3 separate regions of the Mus musculus genome follow, and regions 2 and 3 are each linked to region 1. The links are chromatin contacts, called in public promoter capture Hi-C maps. All regions are on one chromosome and are shown on one strand. Each heading gives the region's core, a stretch centred on a gene start, on an enhancer-like site or on the middle of the called end of the contact. The rest is flanking DNA. Distances are from core to core; before and after follow the strand shown. Region 1 overlaps Gars (glycyl-tRNA synthetase). Region 2 overlaps Znrf2 (zinc and ring finger 2). Region 3 overlaps Znrf2 (zinc and ring finger 2).

What was found. Capture Hi-C pulls out chosen DNA fragments and counts their contacts.
Region 2: a promoter capture Hi-C map of adipose tissue shows a contact between it and region 1. The contact joins two enhancer-like sites. A contact is called at or near these places in 2 of 9 other capture datasets (adipose tissue and liver).
Region 3: a promoter capture Hi-C map of adipose tissue shows a contact between it and region 1. The contact joins two enhancer-like sites. A contact is called at or near these places in 14 of 39 promoter capture datasets (the 3T3-L1 cell line, 3T3-L1-derived adipocytes, the C10 cell line and 8 more), 4 of 484 Hi-C or Micro-C datasets (CD8 T cells, the G1E-ER4 cell line, embryonic fibroblasts and 1 more), 6 of 115 datasets of contacts at active chromatin or transcription factors (the SCID.adh cell line, T-cell acute lymphoblastic leukemia, bone marrow-derived macrophages and 3 more) and 3 of 9 other capture datasets (adipose tissue, liver and pancreatic islet).

The regions. Positions count from the first base shown.
Region 1 is chr6:55,052,106-55,056,532 of GRCm38.p6, forward strand. Gars (glycyl-tRNA synthetase) reads left to right here. Exons shown (of 17, transcript NM_180678.3): 5 at 71-159; 6 at 1,024-1,100; 7 at 3,645-3,790. Among named protein-coding and RNA genes, the nearest start is that of Gars, 16 kb to the left of the region's middle. Within about 2 kb of position 2,081, at least 11 of the 459 cell types and tissues checked have an H3K27ac peak or open chromatin away from gene starts, as enhancers often do. A contact at or near this core is called in adipose tissue, where this site is marked.
Region 2 is chr6:54,876,955-54,881,551 of GRCm38.p6, forward strand. Znrf2 (zinc and ring finger 2) reads left to right here. Exons shown (of 5, transcript NM_199143.2): 3 at 1,395-1,500. Among named protein-coding and RNA genes, the nearest start is that of Znrf2, 62 kb to the left of the region's middle. Within about 2 kb of position 3,322, at least 9 of the 459 cell types and tissues checked have an H3K27ac peak or open chromatin away from gene starts, as enhancers often do. A contact at or near this core is called in adipose tissue, where this site is marked.
Region 3 is chr6:54,820,454-54,824,743 of GRCm38.p6, forward strand. The region is part of intron 1 of Znrf2 (zinc and ring finger 2); the gene reads left to right. Among named protein-coding and RNA genes, the nearest start is that of Znrf2, 5.7 kb to the left of the region's middle. Within about 2 kb of position 2,113, at least 9 of the 459 cell types and tissues checked have an H3K27ac peak or open chromatin away from gene starts, as enhancers often do. A contact at or near this core is called in adipose tissue, where this site is marked.

The DNA.
Region 1 (4,427 bases), core at 831-3,330:
TGTCCCAGCAGAACATCATTTGAAGTAACTAGAAGTGTGTGTTCACTTGTTGGTTTGCTTGTTCACTTAGGACCTCTGGCCACGTAGACAAATTTGCTGACTTCATGGTGAAGGACGTGAAGAACGGAGAGTGCTTCCGAGCAGACCACCTGTTGAAAGGTATGCGTCTGCATCTTTCTTGTACTTCATCAAAACAAGGTTGGACTTATTTCTCAAGTTTTTCTGTTTTTTAAAAATTGGCTTGTTTTAACATATTCAGACTAAACATACGTTTCAAGCTTATGTTACAGAGTCACCTACAGATTAGTTATATTCAGGTAGTAATTTTTCTAATCAGCAAGTGATCAAGACATTATTATGGGCCGGGACTGTAGTTCAGTGGTAGACTGCTTAGCATGTTTAGAGTCCTGGATTCCATCATCAGCACGAGGTTTTCTACCTAGGTAACATCAAGACCTCCCTGCGAAAGTGTCAGTGAACAAGTAGAAGATAAGAACATTAGCTTCGGGTCCTGGAGAGATGGCTCAGCGGGTAAGAGCACTGGCTGCTCTTTCAAAGGTCCTGAATTCAATTCTCGGCAACTACAGGGTGGCTCATGACCATCTGTAATGGGATCTGATGCCCTCTTCTGGTGTCTGAAGAGAGCAGTAGTGTACTCATATACACATAAAATAAATAAATAATATATTCATATATAATATATAAATTTTATTTATATAATATATATTTAAAGATTTATTTAATATTATAATTAAGTACACTGTAGCTGTCTTCAGATTCCCCTTAAGAGGGCGTCAGATCTCATTATGGGTGGCTGTGAGCTACCATGTGGTTGCTGGGAATTGAACTCAGGACCTTCAGTAGAGCAGTCAGTGCTCTTACCTGCTGAGCCATCTCTCCAGCCTCTCCCCACCCCTATCCCAAATATATAGTTTGTATTTGTCTTCATTGCCCAGCATTGGCGCTCAGAATGTGCCCTCCTTCCTTGCTGGAAACTGTCGCTTACCAGCACTGTTGTTCTAGCTCATTTACAGAAACTGATGTCAGATAAGAAGTGCTCTGCTGAGAAGAAGTCAGAGATGGAAAGTGTCTTGGCCCAGGTGAGCAGTCGGGAGACACATCAGAACAACCCACGCCTGTCTGGAGTTCTGCCTGAGCAAAATGCATTTACAGTTTTTCTTACACTGTGTCAGTCATGGAGCATACCTCACGTTTTCTTCTGTGGCTAACGACAAACAGTTGTGGTCCTACTTTTCTTCCTGTGTCTTTTCATCGAAGTCTCTGTCTAGCCCAAAGTAGTCTAGACCTCATGACTAGCACAAGCTGGCCACCAGCTTGATGTGATCCCCCTGCCTCAGCCTCTCAGTTGTTGGGATTACAAGCATAGCATTCATGCCTAGCTCTAAAGCCCATTGGTCTGTCTAAAACTGGGTAGAGAACTCTCACATTTGCTGGCTTGTTTTGGTTTTGTCAAGTTTACTTATTTACCTTGTGAGAGAAGGAGTGGCCCCTGCTGTGGTCTAGGGTGGAGGCCAGACAACAGCTATAGGGAGTCAGGTTGGCACTCTCCTTCCTCTGCATAGATCCCTGGGTTTGAACTCAGGCCGTCAGGCTTGGTGCTGAATACCCTTTCCCACTGAACTGTCCCACCTACCCACTTTGGGTTATTTTGTTTTGTTTGTTTGTTTTTAAATCTTTTTGAATTGGCATTCCTCATCAGCCTTCGCCACCATGCTGATTTTTAACATTTTGCTTTTCTTTCATGGAAATTGCTAGACTCTTTGCTACCCTTAGCCTATTTTTCTTTTAAGCATGTACATTCTTCTCTGATAATTAGTTTTGCCTTCCAACATCAGATGTAAAATTTTCTTCTTTATTTAAACACTTTGTTAGTCTGCTTGCTTACCCATCTAGCAGTGTCAGTCCCTGTGATGTTTAGTTTGTCACTTGCCTGAAGCTTGTCACACTAATGCTGTTAAGTTTAGAAAGTTGTTATTATTATTTTTTTTAATTATACTTCTACTACAGTTGCAGCTCTTTCCAGCGCTGGGAGTGGACCTGTGGCCTGTGGCCTCAGTCTCATGGGTTCCTTCTATTTCCTTCCTTTTCCAAGGCTTCATGTTTATTAAAGGGAAGTGAGAGATGCCACTAATTGTCGTTGATTTATTTTATTTTTTGTTTTTGGAGACAGGGTTTCACTACATAGCTCTGGCTGTCCTGGCTCACTATGTAGACCAGGCTGTCCTGCCTCTGCCTACTGGGATTAAAGCTGTGCACCACTATGCCTGCCTTTCCCCCTCTGATTTCTTGTTTTCCGTTCAGCATTACTAACTCCAAGGCATATAGTCATATATATGCCTTGGAGTGTGTCTTTGATCTTACCTGTTGCTTTCATTTCCAAGTAAAGTAAACTTTGAGACCTGAGGACCTGTGATTGCAGTTTGAACACTAGACTTTCGTATTCAGGACAGTGATTTTTGTTGCAGTTGTTATATATAAAACCTCAGTGAAGAGTGAGGATGGCAGCTGACACAGTTCTCAGAAATGACCTCTAGCCTCATGGCTCAAAGCCCAGCTGGTATGGAGCCATGTCATGGCAAAGCCATACTAGTTCATGCCGTGATTCCAGTGCCACTGTGGGACTGTGGGAGCGTCTCTGAAGCGCAGATTCACTCATCCATAGGAAGAGTTCTTTCTTTCCTTGTGTGGACTCAGCCACTGATGCTTGCTTCCTTGTTTCCCTGTCTGTCTGTGTGGTCTCAACTGGGACTGCTTACTTCCCTTGCTTCCCCTCACCCCCAAGCTTTGTTGACCTTTGTCTGCATTTACAGATTCGTAAAGTCAGCTTTAAAACTTTTTATTGTAAAAAATAAAATAAATGTTAGAGAAAAAAATCTTGTCACTATTCACATGGCCCTGCTTGTTCATCTCTGACTGTGTCATCACTAGAGCTTAGACACTTGGTACGTGCTCGCTCGTCTTCATGGGGCCGTCACTGTGCAAATGGCCCAGGCCCACTGGATGACAAGCATTCCAAAATGACTTTGTCCTCTGCTGTTTCTTTTGACTGAAGAAAATGGGAAAGTTCCCTTTTCAGCCATAAAGAAAATGGAGACTCCATCTTTGACCCATGCCTCTATCTTGCTTTAAACGATGTGTCGGATCCTTACTATCCATCTAAAAGTGCACGGGCCATCATTTTCATAAAGTCCAAATGGACGCAGTGAGATCCCACCTGTCTGCACGGTTTTGTGCTGTTCTCAGTTCTGATTTAGGAATTAAAGACTGATACTTCTCCTTTAGTGGTAGCTATTGCTGATGGTTGGACTGTCTCGTTTGAGCTGCAGGAGTGTCCACTGAGTCTCTCAGTACACCTTAGCACTCTTCGGTAACTTCCTTGCTCACTGATATGACAGGATACTTTTAGGCTCATTCTGTTTGCTTCATGTCTCAGACCTGGAGTCAGCCGTTTTTCCCCAGGCAGACCTCGTCCTTGTTAGTGGATTTTTCCTGGTCATATGTTGGGCTGGTGACCTGCACTTAGTGTGGTTGGAGCAGTGGTGGGACGAAGCTGTGGATAGTACTTGATCTTGTGCCTTGTTCTGTAACGTTTGCACTCATTATCTTCTCTCTGTGCCCCTTAGCTTGATAACTATGGACAACAAGAACTTGCGGATCTTTTTGTGAACTATAATGTAAAATCTCCCACCACTGGCAATGACCTGTCCCCTCCGGTACCTTTTAACTTAATGTTCCAGACCTTCATTGGGCCTGGAGGAAATATGCCTGGGTACGTATTGTTTTTCATTTATTTGTTTATCTAACACACTTATTAAAATTGCCTGTGACAAAAGGTAAACTTGAGGGCCAAGAGGAAGGCTGCGAGTGGGGGTTGTGTTCGCAGAAGTCCATGATCCTCAGACCTTCCAGTAAGCTTCACAGGATAGGCAGGTGGAGAGTGCTTTATGTCATTGAGTTTGCATTATATTTAGAAATGATTGAATCCATCCATTGCGGTTTGCATTTTGTGCTATGTTGTAACTAGAGTTACTAGTCATGTGTGGCTTTTTAGCATTTAAAAAGAAGCCAGTGTTTCTGAGGATCGAATTTCAACATTTGTTTCACTTTCATTAACGTAGACCTATCTAGTGGCCCATGGTGCTGGAGAGCGTGGGTCTAGCCCACACTCTTAAAATATAAGACAGCTTTTATGGGGTGGTGAGATGGCTCAGCAGTGAAGAGCTGGGGCCCAGAGCGAGCAGGGTGGGGGTGGGGGATGAGCAAGGGAGAAGGGAAGGGGGAAAAAAAAAGACAGCTTTTATGCAGGCAGCAGAGCTGTGCGTTTCGTGGCTCTGCATATGTAGGGCTGTCTCACTTCCCTTGACTCTGCACAGCATAACATCACGCGTGGTTCCTTTTCTCTTTTT
Region 2 (4,597 bases), core at 2,072-4,571, 170 kb before region 1:
CTCTGCTCCATAGGAAACAGTGCAGCGCAGGAACCTGAAGGGAATGCTGTGACACGTGTTCTTATCTCTGTGTTAGCTGCTGGTCATGATCTGTCTTAGCTTGTGCTGAGAAAGTTGTTCATTACCAGGCTTGTATTCTCCATCAGTCTGCTGCATCAGAATGAATCATTGAGGGGAGCTACATAGTCTCTAAAGTTTCTATTCATACTCTACAGTGATGGCATGCTTTAGGTTTTCAGCGGTTTTTTGTTTTATTTTAGTTTGGTTTTTTTCGGTTTTTTTTTTTTTTTTTTTTGGTTTTTCGAGACAGGGTTTCTCTGTATAGCCCTGGCTGTCCTGGAACTCACTTTGTAGACCAGGCTGGCCTCGAACTCAGAAATCCTCCTACCTCTGCCTCCTGTGTGCTGGGATTAAAGACGTGCGCCACCATGCCCGGCTCGGTTTTCAGCGGAACACAAAGGATATGTAACATGCAAGTTCAACCAGGGTTCCTTTAAACATTAATATAGAACATTAAGCTGGAGTAGTGGTGTATACTTTCATTCCCTGTTCTCAGGAGGCAGAGGCGGGGGGGGGGGGGGGGTGGGGGGGTGGTCTCTATGCATTTGAAGCCAGCCTGGTGTACATAGTGACTCTGGGCCAGCCATGGCTACATAGTAAGACCCTGTCTCATTCATACATACATACATACATACATAGAACAGTAGTGGGGCTTAAATTACAATTTCTGAATTTTTTTAAAGGAACATCTGGTTTTCCCTTGTGTTGGTAAGCATCGTGGAGTTTTTACAGTTCCTTCAGCACTGTCTGGAAACCACTTAGATCGCTGTCTGGGTTTGCCATGCCATTGTTGATGGGAAAGGCTATGAAGAGTTTCTCTTCTTTTGTTATCTGCTTTTTTTTTTTTTTTTAAGATAAGCAGCTTTTTTAGCAGTTTCCTGTAGGGCATTGTTTCTTTTTGTTTTCTTTAATTAAAAAACAAAAAAACTTAGAATGGTTATTTTATATTCATGTCTTCTTAGCCATACTACACTAAATTTTTTCGAACTGTCTTAGACACTAAACTAATGTTGACACATGGGGAAAGATTATGAATTTCAAATTACACATAACTGAGTTGTTGACTTTGGATCAGAATCTTGTGCAAGTTGAGAGCTATGGTAGTGTGTCCGTGCTTACTCTTATTTATGCCTCTGTGGACCGGGAGTGTAAGATGTCCAGAAGGAGAAGTGAAGAGCACTCAGTCATCGTCAGCAGGACTTCAGGTGTAGGTGCTGAGTTTTATGCAGTTGGGGAGGTGTAGTATGCCATTCATTGGTGGGTTGAGGTTTTGTCTTTTGATTTTTCAGTTTGATGGCTAGTTTTGCTGTACTGAGTTCTTTCTCTCTCCACAGAGGATGTGCTGAGTAAAGATACGGGGGAATGTGCAATATGCCTTGAAGAACTGCAGCAGGGGGACACCATAGCACGGCTGCCTTGCCTGTGTATATATCATAAAGGGTAAGCGTGGTAGGCCTTTAACTAAGTTGATATCACAGTAAAATGATTATTTTCTTAGTTCAAGCATTGTAGTTAGGGCTAAAAGGTTTCTTCTTCATGCAAACTCTTCTGTTCAACTTAGGATCTTAATAATGCTCCACCTCCCTTTCTCTCCTCTGCTCAGATCAAATTTGAACATGCATCTGTTGTACCTAAGTGGCTGCCATTTTTAAGCCACTTAGTGTTCTGCAAGTGTTTTTCAGCTTGGTCAGCAGGTGTCTGTGTAGCAGCCACTTCAAATTACAACTGGGAAATAAGACAGTTGGACTGTCTCCAGGTTTGTATTTCAACCAAATGGCAAGCTGAGATCCCAGCTTGTTGTACATACATTTTTCTTGCTTCAGAGTAATATAGGACCAATATTAGCTTGAAAAACAAAGCCAGGTATGGCAAGGCTCTTGTTCAGTTCCAGCACTCAAGAGGATGAGGCAGGTGGGTCTCTGAGTTCTCTGCCAGCCTGGTCTACATGCTGAGTTCCAGGCCTAGCAGTGAGACTCTGTTGCAAAAACAACCACTATTTAACTGCAAAGAGAATAGAAAATTAAGGCCTAGAGAGTTGGCTCAGGGATTGAGAGCACATCTTGGTCATTTTAATTCCCAGGACCCATGTCAAGGACCTCACAAGCACCTGCAACTCCGGCCTTGGGAGAGGCTATAGGTGGAAGGACCCAACACCTCTGGCCCCAGAGGGCACTAGTACTCACATGCACATACCTACATGCATACTCATAATTAAAAGAAGTGATAAAATATATTTAAATTTTAAAAGAAAAATAGGAAGTTGTAGCATTGGAACCAAGGGGAAGAATAAAGTGGAGGTTTACTTAAAAGTGGGGGCTGTTGCAACATGGAGAAAGCAGAGTGAACAAGACAAAACGGAGACACAAAAATCCAATCCAAGCCAAGCAGTCATTATATCTGTAAGAATAAACTACAGGTGGTGAAATAGTAGAATGTGATATTGATAAGAAACATGCTTTAAAGGTACAGATGAATGCAGAGTTAAAAGGGGAAAGAGCCATATATCTAGGCAATTGATAACTAAATAAACAATGAGTGCTAAAATCTCATGAAGTCAACCAACACGGGGAGCACTGCCTAGACTAGAGTGACTATGCAGTGTTAAATACGGAAAACTCTTCTTGCTTATCTCGCTTGATATAAGCTATCTTGATTATTTTTAAAAATTCCTGACTAAAAAATAAATGAGTTAAGATATAAAAAAGTTGAACAGTCGCGGCTTGCCAAGTTTTGACTTTAGTTTTGCAGATAGAATCTAACGGTATAGCATAGGATAGCTTCAAAATGTCCTTGCAGCCCGGGCTTCCCTCACAGCTGTGTCCTCCCCTCCTGAGAGCGAGTGATTTGGGGTGTGTGTCACTGTGCCTGACTTCCATACTTTCCACGCCTGCTTTTACTTGTCAGTGCTGGAGATAGAACTTGGGGTCTTACAGGTGCCAAGCTGTTCTTTACCACTAAGCTGCATCCCTACCCAGTGATTGAGTCTGATGAATGTATATGCTTGTATATTTATCCAACAGTTATTGAAACATAAGGTATCTAAGATTAAGACTTAGTATTATAAAAAATAATAATTATACCCAAATTAATCTGTATAGTTAATGCTGCCCCAATCAACTCTTAGTTTCTTGTAACTGGACACAGTGTTTCTAAAAATATATGTGGACTAAAAGTGAAGGGCCAAAAAGAGCAGTGAGCATACTCCTGAAGAGTAATACTGTTGGCACATGTCCTAAGAGATGTGGAAATAAAACAAGGACAGAAGTGAGTCCATGCGCACATGAGCCGCATGGGGAGCCCACAGCATGGGACTGGGGGACATGTAAGCTGCAGTCAGCACTGCCGGTCCTCCACTGATGGGCTCACTGTATGATCTTAGACTGGCTTTACTGCCTTGTCTCTGAATGTTTAACATAAGAATAATAGTACAGACTTATTTAGTTATGAGGATTTAAATGCGTTAAAATTTGGGAAATGTTAGCACTAATAAATAAATGTTAAGTAAATGAAAGCATTTGACTAGAGGTACTGTAACAGTGTTGTAGACTGAGTAAGCTTTTGGTAAATGGTGCTGTGATCAATTAGTTACCGATACAAAAAAAGCAGTTGAATCCCCTTTTGTAAGTTGAAAATAAAAATTCTAGGTTGTCCCAGGCAGCATACACCAGCTGGTATGAGGCCCCCGACACAAATACAGCAGAGAAGTACCTGGTCTGGCCACAGTGAGAAAAGACTCACCTAACCCCTGAGAGGCTTGAGGCCCCAGGAAGTGGGGAGGGTAAGGAGGTGAGGAATGGGATGAGGAACTGAGGACAGACCTCGGACGGAAGGGGGATAACGATTGGACCATAGAAAAAGGATTAAAAATAATTTTTTAAAAAAAAAGAAGAATGCATCTCTCTATTTCCATAATTAAAGTTTAGTGAAGAGGAACTGGAAAAAAATTCTAGGTTGTCTCTGCAGTACATGTGAAATTCAAAGTCTAAGGAAGTAGGGGAAAAAATGAGGAATTTTTTTTTACCTTTTTATAAGAACTTTCTTTTTGCTTACAATATATCCTTTTTCCCTCCATCTCCCCAAAATATGCTTAAGGAGTACTCAGAGATGGCTCAGCAGCAGAGAGCCTGGCTTCTGTTTCCAGCACTCACGTGGTGGCTCAGGCCTCCTGTAATCCCAGCTGTAGAGGCTCTGACACCTTCCCTCCTGACATTCAGGAGCTCGTGTACACATATGGTACACTTAGGTACACTCAGTCAAATTTAAAGTAAACTTAGATGATTGATAAAATGGTTACAAGTTGAATCATACCTACATTTCAGATAGAAATGGTGGAAATGCCGCTGAACATGACAACAGAGTTTTATGTTGGAAATAGAAGAGTCAGATCTGTGGCAGATGATGTGTGCAGCTGGCATATAGAAACCCCGTTTCTGGCATCCTAAGTGCTACTGTGTAACAGCTGCAAATGAGACCAAGCCTGCAGTGATGCAGTGTTGAAGGGCACTCCTCCCCATGACCTGCTCAGTGTCCCATCAGG
Region 3 (4,290 bases), core at 863-3,362, 230 kb before region 1:
GTATCTGGGTCTGGTAGTAAGATTCCACAGTGAGTTACTTTAAGACATTGAACCAGCAGTTCCTTCCTTGCTTTTGGCTGCTTAATTGTCTTGAGCTTATTTGGGTGTGGCGTGCCTGGGAGGAGTTAAGCAGCCTGTAATTCAGGTGTCTCCTGTTATTTATATTGAAAAAAACCCTGAGCCATCATTTAAAATTGAGTGTGTTAAGTAAGATTTGTATTCCTAGGAAGATTTATTTAAATTAATTTTCAGCACAGATGTGAAGTTTTATGGAGTTGTTCTCAGTCACTACTTAGAATAATTACACAATATTTGAATTTTGGAGATTATAGTTAATCTGCTCTCCATTTTGGATTTTCCTTTACACAGTTGATGATTTTCTTGGGGAGGGGCAGAAGTTGCTTGGTGATGTGAAAGGGAAGCCATGCTGGTAACAACCACTTCTGCTGTCCCTGCCAAGGGATTTGGATGGTGAATATTTCTCACTTGTAAACTCCGTCTATCTTTGAAGACCACAGGTGATAGCTTATGTTGCTTGCAGAAGTGTGGCTTCCGGCCTGGATGGTCCTGCTTTGGAAATTGTTTGGAAGTAACCTTGAGGTTGGAGGAGTGGGATGAATTGCCCAGGGCGACCCTTTGAGAGCCTTCTGTTGTATGCTCACATGGAAAGCCTGCCTGCTGGACTCTCTTCTGCTTGGTTGCTTTGCCTGGTACCCAGTAAGTAGGATCTTATTGCTGTTTGTCCACCGATCTCTTACTCATCTTGTGCATAATTTTCCCTGGCTATACATACAATCTGGGATGTGGGCAAATGGGCTGAGAGGAAAGAGTTCATCGACTGCTTTATGTAGCAAAGACATTTTTTGGATTTACTTTCTTATATAAATACTCCTAAGCATTTTTAAATGCAAGTTTGTTCAAATTCTGTAGGTTCTGAACCGTTTCTAAACATTAACATGTTTAGAAATTGGAGAAACCATGGTACTTTGTGTTAACAAAAGGTTCAGAAAAAACCTTCTATGTTGTAAGAGTCCTATGTTGCTTGTTAGTAGAGTATTAGAAATACAGCTATTTGATGCAGTACATGTTCATCAATATCTGTAGGTCAGGAGTCTGGGCACAGCTTAGTGGGCCAGGGTGTTGGTGTGGGCACTGGGGCTGTTGCTTGCTCTCACCTGAGGAGGATCTGCCTGCAGATTCCTTCAGGTGGATTAGCATAATTTATTTCTTTGTGGTGGTTAGGTTCACAGTGCCTGACTCTTCTCCCCACTCCTAATTCTTAGTGGAGGCATTGTAGAATAATGTGTTTTGGTGTGACATTTCCTTTCCTCTCTCCTTTCTTTCCTTCTCTCCCTCCTTCCCTCTTCCTCCTCCTCTTTTTGCTTTTGTTTGTTTGGTTGGTTTTTGAGACAGGGTTTCTCTGTGTATCCCCAGCTGTCCTGGAACTCACTCTGTAGACCAGGCTGGCCTTGAACTCACAAGAGATCTGCCTGTCTGCTCCCTAGTGCTGGGATTAAAGGCGTGCGCCACCACTGCCTGGCAGGTGACATTGTCATACATTGTTTACTTTGGTCCTATTCACTCTGCCATCAACCTCTCCTGTCCTGTCTCATTCATCCTCCCAAATAGTTTCATCCTCTTTTAAAATCTGGATTTCAAAACCATGAAGTATTCATGTTAAATCTGGCTTACTTCATTTAACAATTACTCTCCATTTCTGCCCATTTTCTGAAAATGATATGTCACTTTAAAAGATTTTATTTCATGAATGTGAGTATTTTGATTGCTCGTATGTCTTGCACATGTTTGTGCCTGCTGCATAAGGAATTCATAAGAGGATGTCAGATCCCCTGAAATTCAAAATTGTGAGCCAGAAGTTGGGAGCTGTGGTGTGGATATTAGGACCTGAACCCCTCTGCAAGAGGAACAAGTGCTCTTAACCACTGGCTCCTATCTCCAGCCTCCTAGTTGCATTCTTTATGGCTGAGAGAACCAACCCCACTGTCGGTGCATTAAGTCATATTTTACTCATTTATTGAAGGAGTCCTCGACTAGTTCTATGACTTAGCAATCTTGAACAAGGTCACTGGGAACGTGGATGTGCAGTTTATCCCTGGGATACACTGACTTAGATTTGTTTGGGTATGTTCCCAAGGGCAGTGTTGCTGGTTCATAGGGCAGTTCTATTTTTAGTGTTCTGAGGAACTTTCCTACTGACTTCCGTAGTGGCTTGTTAGCTTTAGTCCTAACAGAGGAGACCATATTTATTCTATCTCAGGCTGAGTGCATCACCTTTACCATATCATTTAGTGTATCTAGGCCTGGGCTACACTCAAGGGGGAGGGAAAGGTTTAAACACTAGAAAGTGGGAATTAAAAGTGGTTATTCTAAAATCTGTTTATCACATTGAGTATAGACTTAAATTGATCAGCTTAACATATAACTTAACTTAACCTCACTTTCTAAAAGTGTGGTCATTTATGTGGCAGGTGTAATAAGTGATTGTGATGGTTTGTATATCCTTGGACCAGGGAGTGGCACCATCTGAAGGTGTGGCTTGTTGGAATAGGTGTGACCTGGTTGGAATGGGTGTGTCACTGTGGGTGTGTGCTTAAGATCCTCACCCTAGTTGCCTGGAAGGCCTGGAAGTCAGTCTTCCACTAGCAGCCTTTGGATGAAGACATAGAACTCTCAGCTCCTCCTGCACCATGCCTGCCTGGATACTGCCATGCTCCCTCTTTGATGATAATGGACTGAACCTCTGAACCTGTAAGCCAGCCCCAATTAAATGTTGTTTTTTATAAGACTTGCCTTGGTCATGGTGTCTGTTCACAGCAGTAAAACCCTAACTAAGACAGAAGTTGGTACCAGGAGTGGGGTATTGCTATGCTAGGCCTGACCATGCTTTTATTTGAAAGAATGTGGATTTTGGGACTTTGGATTTGGAAAGCAGTGGAATGCTTTAAATGGGGCTTAATGGGTCATCCTAGTAGGAATATGGAAGATTTTGTTGCTGGGAGTGATTTGAACTGTGTTGACCTGGCCCAAGAGATTTCAAAGGAGAAGAATTTCAGAATGTGGCATAAAGACTGGTTTTGTGGTATTTTGGTGAAGAATGTGGCTACTTTTTGCCCTTGTCTGAAAAGTTTGCCTGAGGCTAAGTGAAGAGACTTGGATTAATTGCATTGACAAAAGAAGTTTCAAAAAAGCCCAGCAGAGACTTTGTTCTCTGGTTAAGTCTTAATGAAGAGAAGTTTGAACAAGCATAGCAAGCTTAGAAAGGAAAAATATAAAATATATGGTTCGAGTATTAAAGGGGTGCCAGGAAGTGAAATGGAGCAAAATCTTGTGTTCTAGGAGATAAAAGATTAAGGGAATAGGACCTTGGGGCAAGATCCTACCCAGCTAAATTTAGATCCAGGTATGGTGGTACATACCTTTAATCCCATGAGACAGGCATGCTGATCTCTGCATTCAAGGTCAATCTACAGAGGTGAAGGTGAAGCCTCAGCTGTAGTTGATGGCCCAGGACTGAAGGGGTCATACAAAGGATTTGAGGCTTGGCACCCTGAAGAGAGCCTATGAGAGGCTATTGGTGAAGCCTAGTTGGAGTGGAACACCCCAGTGTATTGGAGATGTCAGTACCATGGGATGATCACCAAGAACAGCAGCCATAGTGGAGTGAATCAACCTGAGCTTAGAGTGCTACAGAGGGCAGAGCTGGAAAAGTGATGCCAGCCCTTAGGAGGAGTCCAAAAGATCAAGTGGAATCCCAGACACTGAAACAAGAAGCTGTAATATTGAAATTGCCTTGGAGACTCAAAGATGTTAAAGATGTCAGAGCCATGGGATACATGCTGAGGAAAGCTGATAACAGGGAGTGGAACCAGCCCAGGAGAAAGCAGTTTGTTGCAGTCAACAAAGATGAAAAAGGAGTGGAGATCTGAAGACCGCTTTGACATCAGCCATAGAGATGCAGTTTGGAGTTTGCCCAGCTGGTTTCCTGCCTTGCTTTGGGGATTACAGTTAAGTTGAATGAATCTCAGAAGAGACCTTGAATTTAGGATTTTTAACACTGTTGAGACTGCTATAGACTATGAGGACTTTGAAAGTTGGACTAAATGCATTTTGCATTATGCTATGTTTAAGTATGGCCCCCATAGACTCATGTTTTTGAACATGGGGACCAGGGAGTGGAATGTGATGGTTTGTATATCCTTTGACCAGGGAGTGGCACCTCTGAAGGTGTGGCCTTGTTGGAATAGGTGTGACCTGGTTGGAATGGGTGTG